Linked DNA regions of Mus musculus: region 1 is linked to region 2. A link is a contact called in public promoter capture Hi-C data. All regions are on one chromosome and are shown on one strand. Each heading gives the region's core, a stretch centred on a gene start, on an enhancer-like site or on the middle of the called end of the contact. The rest is flanking DNA. Distances are from core to core; before and after follow the strand shown. Region 1 holds the start of Paqr6 (progestin and adipoQ receptor family member VI). Region 2 has its middle 4.7 kb from the start of Mef2d.

Region 1 (5,951 bases), core at 1,749-4,248, 230 kb before region 2:
TCCTAGAGGTTCTGTAAGAGTAACTGGACCGAGCTTCATAAAGCCCTAAATTCTTTCATTGCTGAGCCTGGGGAGGAGCTGGGACTTGGGGGGGGGGCTGGGATATCTCTTTGGCTTTATCATCCACCCTCTGGCTAGGATACCCCATGTTCCCAGCGTTCCCAGCTCATTCTGCATGCAGGGAAGCCGTCTCCTTCTCTCCCAGGCCGGTGCTCACCAATATAGTCGAAGCGCCCAGGTGCCAGGCGCTCTGGTAGACGGGCTGCAAAAAGGAAGCCTGAGAGCAGAGCGCAGAGGAGGTGGTAACCATGGTTGGAGCTCAGCGCGTCCCGCCCACAGCTGTGGGCCCCGCCCCAACACAGCCGCAGCTGGTAAAAGAAAAGAGAGCTGCAGGGGAGAGTCTCGGGGAGAAGAAACAAAGGGCACATCTAGGATCTGGTGGGGAAAGGGATGCCCAGAGAGTGGACACCAGGAGCCTGCGCCCGGAGGGTAGGCAGAGAGCTGAGGTTAGAGACCGAGAGCCACCACGAGGTCAAGGTGGTAGGTAGAGCAAGGTCTGTCTGGGGAGAGTCCGGGTACCCTTACCCTGTAGAACAGTGGGAGGTTGTCAAACAAGAAGGGGTAGGCAAAGGCAGCCGTGCGGAGAGCCTTGCTGAACCCGGGGTATTCTAGCTCTGGGAACCTGAGGGGCAAGAAAAGCAGGTTGGTCTTCAGTGCTGGGTAGGTCAAGAAGAGGTTATCCGGGGCCAAAAGGGGTGAAGGACCACATTCAGAAGGCAGGTGTGTTGAGGCATGGCTGTGACCCCACTGGGAGGTAGAGGCAGGAAGAGCAGGTTCAAGACTGTCTCAGCCAGATGGTGGTGTGATGTGTGTGCCTGCGATCTCCTTTAGGTCCAGCACTTGGGAGGCAGAGGCAGGTGGCAGATCTCTGCGTTTGAGGCCAGCCTGATCTATAGAGTTCCAGAACTACACAGAGAAACTACAAAAAAAAGGGGGGGGGGTTGGGGACGGACAGGGTCTGGTGGGATAGCTCATCCTGTATGGTATCCACACAATAAATATATGTTTACATGTAATAAAAGGGAAAAAAATAAGAGAAGGACCTCAGGACGCAGGATCCCTGCCCCGTGTAAATGTCACATTTGTTAAGAGGACATAGATAGCATAAGTTGACCATAAAGGATAGCATACTGGCCAACAGGAATGCCTCCCTCGTACTGCATAGGGTACTGGGGTGGCTCAACAATAATGGGGTGAGCCCTGCCTACCCTTTCAGACACTGGGGATGCCCAGAACCCACCGCGAGTAGCAGGAGAGGCCGGTGCACAGGAAAGAGTTGAGCGCAGCAGCGGGCACGAAGAGCTGGTGTAGGCGGCTGTGCAGCCAGGAGGCCGGCATGGAGTAGGCGGCATAGGGGAAGGCGCAGCCTGTGGCGAGGTGCGAGCTGAGGCTTGAGGGCTCACCCTCTGCACCACCATCCAACCCCACTGCCCTCAGCTCACCCAGGCTGTAGAGGCTGAGCGCCCCGTAGTCCAGGAAGTAGCAGATGTGACGAGCACGAGGCGACATGGAGCTAAAGGTGTGCGCACAGCAGGATGCGAAGGGATAGAGGCAGGCGGGCAGTAGGAAGACCAGCAGCGGTAGGTGGTATGGGTCCGCGCGAAAGCCCGGGCTGCCTAACGCCAGGAGGCGCCACAGGAAGTACCTGCGCCAGGCACCTGCTCAGGCGCTGGGGCCGTAGTGCCCCTGCCCACCTGGCACCCGTCTGAACCTAATTCGCTCACCAGGTGGGCAGGAAGTGAGTCCAGATGTTGACCGTCTCATTAGTCATCTGGAAGGAGCTGAGAACACAGTCTAAGGCAGAGCTTGTGGGGCATCGGTAGCCAGACATGATGCCTTCTTCCCAAAACACCTGGGGGTGGTGGGGGAGCAGAGCAGTCATCATTAGCAGGCCTTTCCCCTCCATGAAGTGTCAGGTAGCCGGGCATAGTGGCTCATGCCTTTAATCCCAGCACTTGGGAGACAGAGGCAGGTGGGTCTCTGTGAGTTCGAGGCCAACCTGGTCTACAGAGTTCCAGGACAGCCAAGACTACACAGAGAAACCCTGTCTCGAGAAACAAAAAACAAAATAAGAGGTGTCTGGAAACACGATAGAAGATGCACTAGAGATTGCAGTGGTCCCAAGTCAAACACAACCCAACCTATTTCTTACCAGCCTTCCAAACCCACAGGGCAAACAACAGAACCAGAATATTGGGATTAAATAGGATGGGGGAATACACACACACAGGGTGTTCTGCAGATGGGGATTCTGAGAGGAGGGACGTTTAGGAATGTGAGTAGAGGTCACACGTTCTATACTGAAATTGAAACGTAAGAAAGTTAGCTTGCAGGAAGAACTTCCCAAATAGCTAATATGAGAAAAAGCTCTGCCCCAATGAGTTCTCTGAGGAAGGCGAGGTTGATGGATTGGGGCCCCTCACCCGGGGGACCTGATGGACTCGAAGGAGTTGAGGCATCTTGAGACTGAGCATGGTGGCCGGATACCTCCACGTTGACCTGGAGACAGAAGGTCAGGGATTGGCACCCATCCGGTTTCCTATGACCAGATTCAGACTAGAGTCAGCCACTCAGGTGGCCCCTTTCCCCTCCTGGTCCTAGCCTGGGGCATCCAGTCCTGCTTCAGAGGTCCTCAGTCTCTGCGGGTCTGCAGTGAAGGGCTCCCCAGCAGCGAGGCTGCCTCCTGTTAGTAACTCCATTTGCGCCTCGGCCAGAATCCTCAATCCAGGAGGCCCCACATAGAGGACTAAGACCTCCACACCCAAAATTGGTGCCCTCGAGGAAATTGCTAAAGAAGGGCAAGGAATTAGGGGGTGTCCTCCTTTTCTAGAGGATACCACTTGTGCCCTTGGGAATACTCAGAGCCCCTGCCCCTCCTGGGTCCCGTGCCCCTCAGCCCAGACCTGTTTGCCGCGTCCGGGTGGCCTCGGCTCCGCCTGCCCGCCCGCCTCTCAGCCGCCTCTCCCAGCACATTCCTTGGCACCGGCGGAGGGGCGGAGCGAATGAAGTGGGCGGGGCCACTGACCTGGACCGATAGGACCCTTTCTCCCATCTCAGACTAAAACTTCCCAGCAACTCCACCCTCTCTTCTTGCCTCTAGCTCCGCCCATTCTGGAGTCTTTCTAGGATCTAGGGGGCTTCACAACCAGTTTGTCCTCTGAGATGGGTTCTGAGGATCTTGCCCAGCTTAACAACACAAACCTGGTCCCCAGACCCTTCATCCCAAGTGAAGAGGAGGTGTAGGAGAGATGCCTGTGCTGAGTGTTGCCCAGCTGCCCCGGGAAAGGCTGAGCTGAACCGGGGAGAGGTCCCTCTGCCCTCAGCAGTAGGGTCTGGAGAGCTCTGCTGCAGTGAGGAGTGCGAGGCTGGGAAGGTGCTTCACTTCCATTTCCCCAGATGTGAGCTGCATTATTACCCCAGAGATTGACCACGCTCCCAGCCAGGCTGACTGGACTCCACAGGCAGAATCTGGTTCCTGCCACTCAGATTGACAGGGGAAAAAAGTGACTGAGGATGTGGGCCAGGCCTGGCAGAATGGAGAGACAGGAGAACAATCTTAGCCTTGTCTGCCTGTCATGGGGCAGCACGGGGTGGCCCAGCCCCATTAGCAGGCAGCTCACTTGGCCTCCTGCACACAGCCAGCCCTTCAGGGTGTGTCTGGACCCGCTTCACTGTGCTGTCTAGATCAGGCTAGGGGCCCAAGCTGGGATCTAATCTTCTTTGACCAGGACACCTGGCCTGAGTCTCCCACGATCTGAGGTTGCTAGCAGGAACTCCAAAACCAACTGCAGCTGCATCTCAAAAGCAATGCCTATTTTGCCCTTGGTGAATGTTGGCCCACCTGAGAAGGAAGGATGCACCAATCTAATTTACCTTGCCACCGTCTGAGTTGCCACCCCAGGATGGTAGGAATAAAGAACCTTGATTTCAAGCCTCACCCTTTATCCCTTCTGGAGGACATGACCCAGATGGGAACACCAAGCCAGCCCCAGACAGTAGATTCATCAAACACTTCTGCAAAACAGGTATGGTGCTTCCTGTGATCTCAACCTTGGAGAGATGGAAGGAACCACTGAAGTCTAAGGCTGGCTTGGCTATGTAGCAGTTTGGAAGCCTCCTTGAGTTTCCTAGAACTCAACTGCATGTGCTGGAGATACAGTTCCGTGGTACTGATGTGGAACTCAAGCACTGCTTCCAAAACACCCCAAAGGTACGGAGTGTTCCAGCCAGGACTGTGTGAGTGGAGGTGAGGGTGTAAATGTTACTCAACATGGATAAGGCTCGGACTCTCATGACAAAGGATACAGTGACTTACAGTCAACCAAAGGCAAACCTCACAGGCACCTCAGAGGGGGCAATGTAGGGTCACAAGCATCACTAAGTCTAGGTCTAACCATTAAGTCCCCTGTACTCTTATCAACAAAAGCATGATTCTTGGAGGTAGGCAAGACCCTGGGTAACAACTATTCAAAAAAATATCACTGGCAGAGCATAGGGGCACATGCCTTTATCTCAACACTCAAGAGGCAGATACAGGCAGACCTCTTAGTTTTAGGCCAGCTTAGTCTAGAGTGAATTCCAGGACAGCTACAAAGAAACTCTGTCTGGAAAAAACCAAAAACAAACCCAAAACAAATAAACCCAGACAAAACAACATCCAAACCAAACCAAAAACTTGGGTACAAGTCTGGCAATATGTATTATCTATGCTGTGCGAACTCCTATCTGCCTAAATGGTCAGTCTGTTTCTGTTTAAATTAAGTGTAACCTGGGACAGGACCTGAAAGGAACTTAAGGACAATGTTTGCGGCATGCATAAGCATAAAGTGTGAGTATTTCCTGTTCAAGGTCAACGTCGTTTGTGTTTTGCCTGGATAAATCCTTACAATGTATATGTCTGGTGCAAATGGAAGTCAGAAGTGGGAGATGGCACCAGATTCCCTAGAAACGGGACTGTGGATGACTGTGAGCCACCATGTCGTGCTGGGAATTGAAATCCGTCCTCTGCAAGAGCAACAAGTGCTTTTAGCCACTAAGTCATCTCTCCAGCCCCATCAAGGTTGACTCTCTTCCAAGTGTAATGTCTGAGTCTCACTAAGGTGGTGTGTATTTCTCACAGTGTGGCACTTGCCCAGCACACCAAATCCACCCCAGCAAAGCTCCTCAACAGAAGACACAGCAGGCAGAGTGCACTTGGGAAGGGGGTCTTTATTAAGCTTGAGTCTCAAGTCTGCCAGAATTGGAAATGTGGTAACCCCAACTGTTCCCTGGTTTTCCCAGACCTTCTTTCTTAGTGGAAGGCTGGAAGCCAGCTCCTCTTAAGCACAGCCAAAGCAGCTAGGCCAGTTGGGGCAAGGAGGGGGAAGCAGAAAAGAACCCAGCCCCAGCTATGCTCTGCTTCCAGCCTGAGGGGTAGAACTGGGGTCGTCCTGGCCAGAGCCTCTCCTATAGCTCTGCTCTCAGGGTGCTACTCTGCCCCTGAGTATTCATGATCTCTGCTCCTGTGTCATTTGACACTCCAAAACCAGCCTGTGCTCAGCCTACCAGGGCTCTAGTTCTGGGGGTGGGCAAAAGGAGGGTAGTCTAGGATGGAGGAGGGCCCTAAGTAAGCAGCTCCCAGGGACCTTGCCCCTCTGCCACCCTTCCTCCAGCTCTCCCTGGATGGTCAGAGGGGTGGCCTTGGCCTTCGCTCCCTCATTGGCACCCCTTATCCAGTACAGCAGCCAAGAGCACAAAGCACAGTGACTGCTGGTGGGGAAGGGATGACTGCTGGTGTACAGCCATCCAGCCCACACCCTAAGTGGGCCTGGAAGCTGGGCAGCAGCAGAGGAGAAGTGGGGCCTCCAAGTGTGCAGACCCTGCTTCCCTAAGAGCCCCCACAGCTGGCTCTA
Region 2 (5,625 bases), core at 230-2,729:
CTAACTAACTTGGTGAGCTTCCAGCGAGCCATGATCCCAGCCAATCTCAAATATGAGGCTGGCCGTCCATGGCTGTGATTGGTTGGCTGGCCCTCTTTAGACCTGGAATGTTGAGTCCTTTAAAAAGGAATGAGGAAGGAAGGTGAGTCACCTGGGGAAGATATTAAAAGACTAGCAGGAAGAGCTCCGAGAGCTCAGGGAGGTGGGGGCCCTGGACACTCACTGCTGACTTGACAACTCACAGGAGACCAGAATAGGGGGCAGTAAAACTACAAGTGGGACAAAACTCAGACTGTGAAAACGTCTTGGGAGAGGTCTTGATTTCCACGAAAGACTGAAAAGGGCCAAGGTAATGTTGGAAGTTAGATGAAAATTGGACTTCCTGAAAGTGACTCTGAGTTCTTTTCTTCTGGCCCTTGAATTTCCCATCCCAGAATCCTCTGGGTGGCAAATGACTGAGTCTCGTGCTTCCTCTCCTACCTCTGGCTGTGCACCATTTCTTGTTAATCAGTTTATTCTGTTAGCGTACCATGCTGCATATTTAGATGTCGGAGGATAATTCTACGGCGTGGATCTTCCACTTTTCCATTTGTTTCAGGATCAAACTTCCGTGGCCAGGCTTGCATGGCAAGCGCTTTACTGCCTCAGTCATCTCGCCCATCTGTTCTAAAGAAAAGTCACCTTCCAGCCCTGCTGTAAAACCTTGATACCCACCGACATCCTAAAAAGAACACCCTGTAAACTCACATGCATCTTCACAAAGCTATCTGGCAAATAAAACTTAATCCTCCTTTATCCACCCCTTCTCAAGCTTCTCCAGTTCACCTGAACTGGAAAGGTCCCTGTTCCTCTCAGCACCCTCTTCTACCTGGCAGTCAGTCCTTACTCAACCTAGGAAAAGTGCTCTAGCCTTCCCCTCTAGTCTGGTGAGCTGCTTGGCAGATCCTCCTCCTCTCACCTTCCCCTCCCCTGCGCCATCTGGACAGTTCTCAATCCCCACCTCCACCCGCGACTCCACCACCGAGTCATCCTTCCTTTAGTTTTTGGATGATCACCGCAAAGACCCCCAATTCTTCCCCGCATCTGCCACCAAGCTTGCGAACCGGACCCTCAGCAGGTGGGCGTGTATTTTCTCCGCGGGAAGGTGGGACGCTCCACTCCGCCCTTGTCTCCTCTGGACGCACTAGCTTGCTGGGTTTGTTTATTTCCTAAGGTATTCCTCACCAGCTCCTGAGTTCCTGCGGGGATGCAGAGCTGGCGTGGAACGCGCTTAGCAAATGTATTCGCGCAGCCCTGTGAGTCAGAATTGTGCAAACTCTGCTGAATACCTCATTTCTGCATTCATAACCATGGTAGATAAGGACAGGGGTTGAGTCTGGGGGTCCTACAACTCCACTTCAAGCCAGAGTTGGGGTAAAGGGTAGCAGAGTCCGCCAGAAACTTGTCCAGGTCCGTGTGGCACAGTAGTACCCTATGCTGAGAACCGGGTGCCTTGGGACCAGACCTGGGGACAAGAGCAGAGGGCCCTGGAGCTGAGGGACAGCGAATGGTGCCAGAGCGGTCTCGGGTCCGTGTACCCCCCACAGGAGCTCCCTGCCCCCGGCTGGGCAGGATGTGGTGGCAGCTGCAGTTGGGTGGGCAGGATGTGGGGGTGGGGGCAGACAAACACAACCTTACAGTAGTCTCCCCCCCACCCCCAGCTTCTGCCTCCACCCCCTCCGGGTCACGTGCTCCCAGCTTGGGCACCGACGGACTATTTCTCTTTTTCCGCGGAAGAACATACCAAACTCATAGCCTTGGACTTAAGTTGTATCACGCCATTTTCTTGCCTCTATTCCCAGCCTAGGGCAGAAAGTTTGCCCAGGACGTATTTCTGTAAAGCGCGAATTAACTCAAGAGAGGCCCCTTTAAATGCAAATGAATCGCCTTCTTGCTCCGCTCCCCCCAACCCCCATCCCAACTTCTCTCCTCGTGCCCAAACTCCACCAGCTGCTATTGACGTCAAGCATGCGTCAGCATCGCCAGCCCAACCAGACAGCACGTGGGGGAAGAAGGCAATCTTAAAGGGCCAGTAGCTCAGGGCCTGTTACTGGAGAAAGGAAAAGCGAAGTGGGGTGTTAGAAACTATAGGAACAGGAAGAATTGCAGAGACATTCAGAAGGACTGCAAAAGGCCGACGAAGTGGCTCAGCGGATAAAGGTGCTTCGGTACCAGCCGGAGAAGCAACTTCCCAGAGTTATCCTCTGAGCTTCACACATAACATCTCTCCCCTGCACACCATACAATACTAATAAATATTTTTAAAAAGAATTTCTGAGGTAGGAGAGTGTATTCTTTTCCTTTTTATTTGTTTTTGCTTTTCAAGACAGGGTTTCTCTTTGTAGACCTGGTTGTCCTGGAAACTCACTCTTTAGATCAGACTGACCTCGAACTCAGAGATCTGCCAGCTTCTGCAGGTGTTAAAAGTAAGTGCCACTGCCACCCGGTGGCGCTTTTTAATTTTTTAAATTAATTATTTATTTTTACTTTCTATTGTGTTTGTGGAGATCAGAAGACAACTTGTAGTTGGTTCTCTCCAGCTTGTGGGTTCTAGGGTTCAAACTCAGATCATTGGGCAGTTTGGGGCTGCAAGGTTCTTTACAGCAGAGCCTCCATGCCATAGCCCCTTTTAAATCCTTTCTTTGCGCGCTCTCTCTCTCTCTCTCCCTCTCTCTCTCTCTCTCTCCCCCTATTTTCCCTTCCTGTCTTCTTCCCCTGTAGGGCCTGAACCTCACACATGCTAAGGACACATTCTACCACTGTGCCGCATCTCCAGCTCAAGAGAGCGAATCCTAAAGCAGGCTTTGCCTTTGGGAAAGAAACCCAGGAGCTGGAAGAGCAGGTTCAGTCTGAAGGCAAAGGAGGCATGCGCTTTAGCTGAGTGGAAGTGTTAGACAGGGACTAGTGGAACTCTGAGTTCCAGGCCAGCTTGGTATATATAGTGAGTTGCCGGACAGACAGCTACATAGTGAGACCTTGTCTCCAAGCACATGAGTGCAGTCTTTTCCCTCACCTTATTCAGTGTGTCTGTCCACAAGTGTTGTGCCTCCAGCTAGTGTAAAGAACAGAGTAGTCGCCCAGTTAAGTATTTGTGGATGGGAGAGTTGAGCCCTGTGCAGGCTCACCTTTTTCAAGAGCCTCTCCTACTTCTGTCAGGCTCACAGAGCACATGCTCAGGTGATCTTGCTTTTGGAATACATACAGCATTTTCTGAGCAGCTCTTGTCTTCTTCCCTTAGAGCCATGCGCAGCCAGATCCCAGCTTCGACTGTTATTAGCTGGCTGACCTTGGACAGTGTTACTTGCTGTGAGCATTGAATTGGGCAATTTCAGTGGTGCTTTTTACTTGTTTATTTGACAGGGTCTCATCCTGTGGCCCTGTGGCATGAAAATCCCCCTGCCTCTGCCTTCAGAGTGCTTTTTTTTTTTTTTTTTTTTTTTGGTTTTTTTTTAAAGGCTTTTTTTTTTTAAGATTTATTTATTATATGTAAGTACACTACATCTGTCTTCAGACACTCCAGAAGAGGTCGTCAGATCCTGTTAGGGATGGTTGTGAGCCACCATGTGGTTGCTGGGATCCGAACTCTGGACCTTTGGAAGAGCAGTCGGTGCTCTTAACCGCTGAGCCATCTCACCAGCCCCAGAGTGCTAGTTTTAAAGTGTATGTCGTATGCCGCAGTGCCCAGCTAAGCAATTTTTTTTTTTTTCTAGACAGGGTTTCTCTGTGTAGCCCTGGCTGTCCTGGAACTCACTCTGTAGAGCAGGCTGGCCTTGAACTCAGAAATCGACTGAGTTCTGCCTCCCAAGTACTGGGATTAAAGGCGTGCGCCTTACTGTGTGTGAGGGTGTGTCATGCTCACCTGTAGAGGTCGGAGGACACAATCTGTGGGAGTTCAAACTCAGGTCATCTGGCTTGATTGCAAGTACCTTTTACCCAGAAAGTCATCTCACACGCCCTTTAAAAAGTAGTTATTGTTAGTGTATGTGCACATATGCAGCAGTGCGAGTGTGAAGAGCAACATGCAGCTTACCAAGCTTGCCAGCCCCATGCGTGGAAAGTTGCTTGGGGCAAACAGGAGTACTGCAGAGGATTGTGGGGATTTCAGTCTTTCTTAGGACAGACTCTCCCTGGGCAGCACAGCCTGGCCTTATGCTGTTGATCCTCTCTGCCTCCGGAGTCCTGGGATGAAAGCCTGATTGGGAGGGAAGTTAGGTTTTTAAACATTTTGTTTTGTTTGGTTTGGTTATTTTAGATTTATTTATTATGTGTACAGTACATAATACTATGTATTATGCATACCAGAAGAAGGCACCAGATCTCATTATAGATGATTGTAAGCCACCGTAAGTTGCTGGGAATTGAACTCAGGACCTCTAGAAGAGCAGTCAGTGCTCTCAACCTCTGAGCCATTTCTCTAGTCCCTATTTTTTTTTTTTTTTTTTTTTTGGTTTTTTGAGACAGGGTTTCTCTGTGTAGCCCTGGCTGTCCTGGAACTCACTCTGTAGACCAGGCTGGCCTGGAACTCAGAAATTTGCCTGCCTCTGCCTCCCAAGTGCTGGGACTAAAGGCATGTGCCACCACGCCCGGCCCTATTTTGTTTTGTTTTGTTTTAAATTCACTTTATATATACTCTACCTGGTCCCCCTGCAGACAGTTCCCCCCCCCCCCATCCCACCTCTGAGAGTGCAGAGGCTCCCTCTGCACTCTCAGAGGTCGGATGAGGATAAGTCCTAAAACTCCCCTCTCCCCCACTAAACTATGAGCTGAAGAATAAGGCTATAACATTTATTTTCAGCACAAATGGGGCTTATTGCTAGTGCTTTAAAAACGTGTTTGTGCCGGACGTGGTGGCACACGCCTTTAATCCCAGCACTTGGGAGGCAGAGGCAAGCGGATTTCTGGGTTCTAGGCCAGCCTGGTCTACAAAGTGAGTTCCAGGACAGCCAGGGCTATACAGAGAAACCCTGTCTTGAAAACAAAACAAAACAAAACAAAACAAACATGCTTGTTGACAGTGAACTAGGTTGTTCAGTGGGTACAGGAACAGGTCCAACCAGGCTCCATCCCTAGGTCCCATATTGTAGAAGGAAAGAATTGATCCCTCTGACCTTCCCAAGAGTGCTGCTTGGTGTGTGTATACACACACAGACACACACTCAGACACAAACAAGCAACTGTATAGAAAGATATTTTAATGTTTGTTGAGGGCAGGAGAGGAAGCTCAGTGGTTAGGAGGAAGACTTAAGATTAGCACCTGGAACCCACTGCACAACAATCTGTAACTCCATCTTCAGGGGATTCTAGAGCCTGCTCCTCAGAGACCCATACATGTGTGGCATACAACTCATACAAATACACACACATATAAAAAAAAAAAAAAAAGTAAGCCATGGGGCTAGAGAGATGTTAAAATGCACTTGCTACAGGGCTGAAATCCCTAGTGGTGAGACAAAATAGCAATGGCCAGTAGAGCAAGCTTTTAATCCCCTCCCCCCTCTCATGCTGCCACCTCTGAACTAAGGAGGCAGAGGCAGGCAAGGCCAGTCTGGTCTACAGAGCTTGTTCCAGGACAGCAGAACAGTCAGG

What was found. Promoter capture Hi-C pulls out the DNA fragments that hold promoters and counts their contacts.
Region 1: a contact with region 2 is called in a promoter capture Hi-C map of hippocampal neurons, with 2.0 times the contacts expected there. The contact joins the promoter of Paqr6 here to the enhancer-like site in region 2. A contact is called at or near these places in 4 of 39 promoter capture datasets (the 3T3-L1 cell line, embryonic stem cells, hippocampal neurons and 1 more), 1 of 115 datasets of contacts at active chromatin or transcription factors (pancreatic cancer cells) and 1 of 9 other capture datasets (adipose tissue).

The regions. Positions count from the first base shown.
Region 1 is chr3:88,361,636-88,367,586 of GRCm38.p6, reverse strand. It overlaps Paqr6 (progestin and adipoQ receptor family member VI), which reads right to left and starts at 2,998. Exons shown (of 8, transcript NM_198410.3): 1 at 2,964-2,998; 2 at 2,484-2,559; 3 at 1,785-1,912; 4 at 1,503-1,705; 5 at 1,301-1,427; 6 at 586-682; 7 at 218-368. The coding sequence starts at 2,534. It overlaps Smg5 (Smg-5 homolog, nonsense mediated mRNA decay factor (C. elegans)), which reads right to left. Exons shown (of 22, transcript NM_178246.3): 22 at 5,250-5,951.
Region 2 is chr3:88,134,820-88,140,444 of GRCm38.p6, reverse strand. No RefSeq gene overlaps it. Among named protein-coding and RNA genes, the nearest start is that of Mef2d, 4.7 kb to the left of the region's middle. Within about 2 kb of position 1,479, at least 406 of the 459 cell types and tissues checked have an H3K27ac peak or open chromatin away from gene starts, as enhancers often do. A contact at or near this core is called in adipose tissue, hippocampal neurons, pancreatic cancer cells and 1 more, where this site is marked.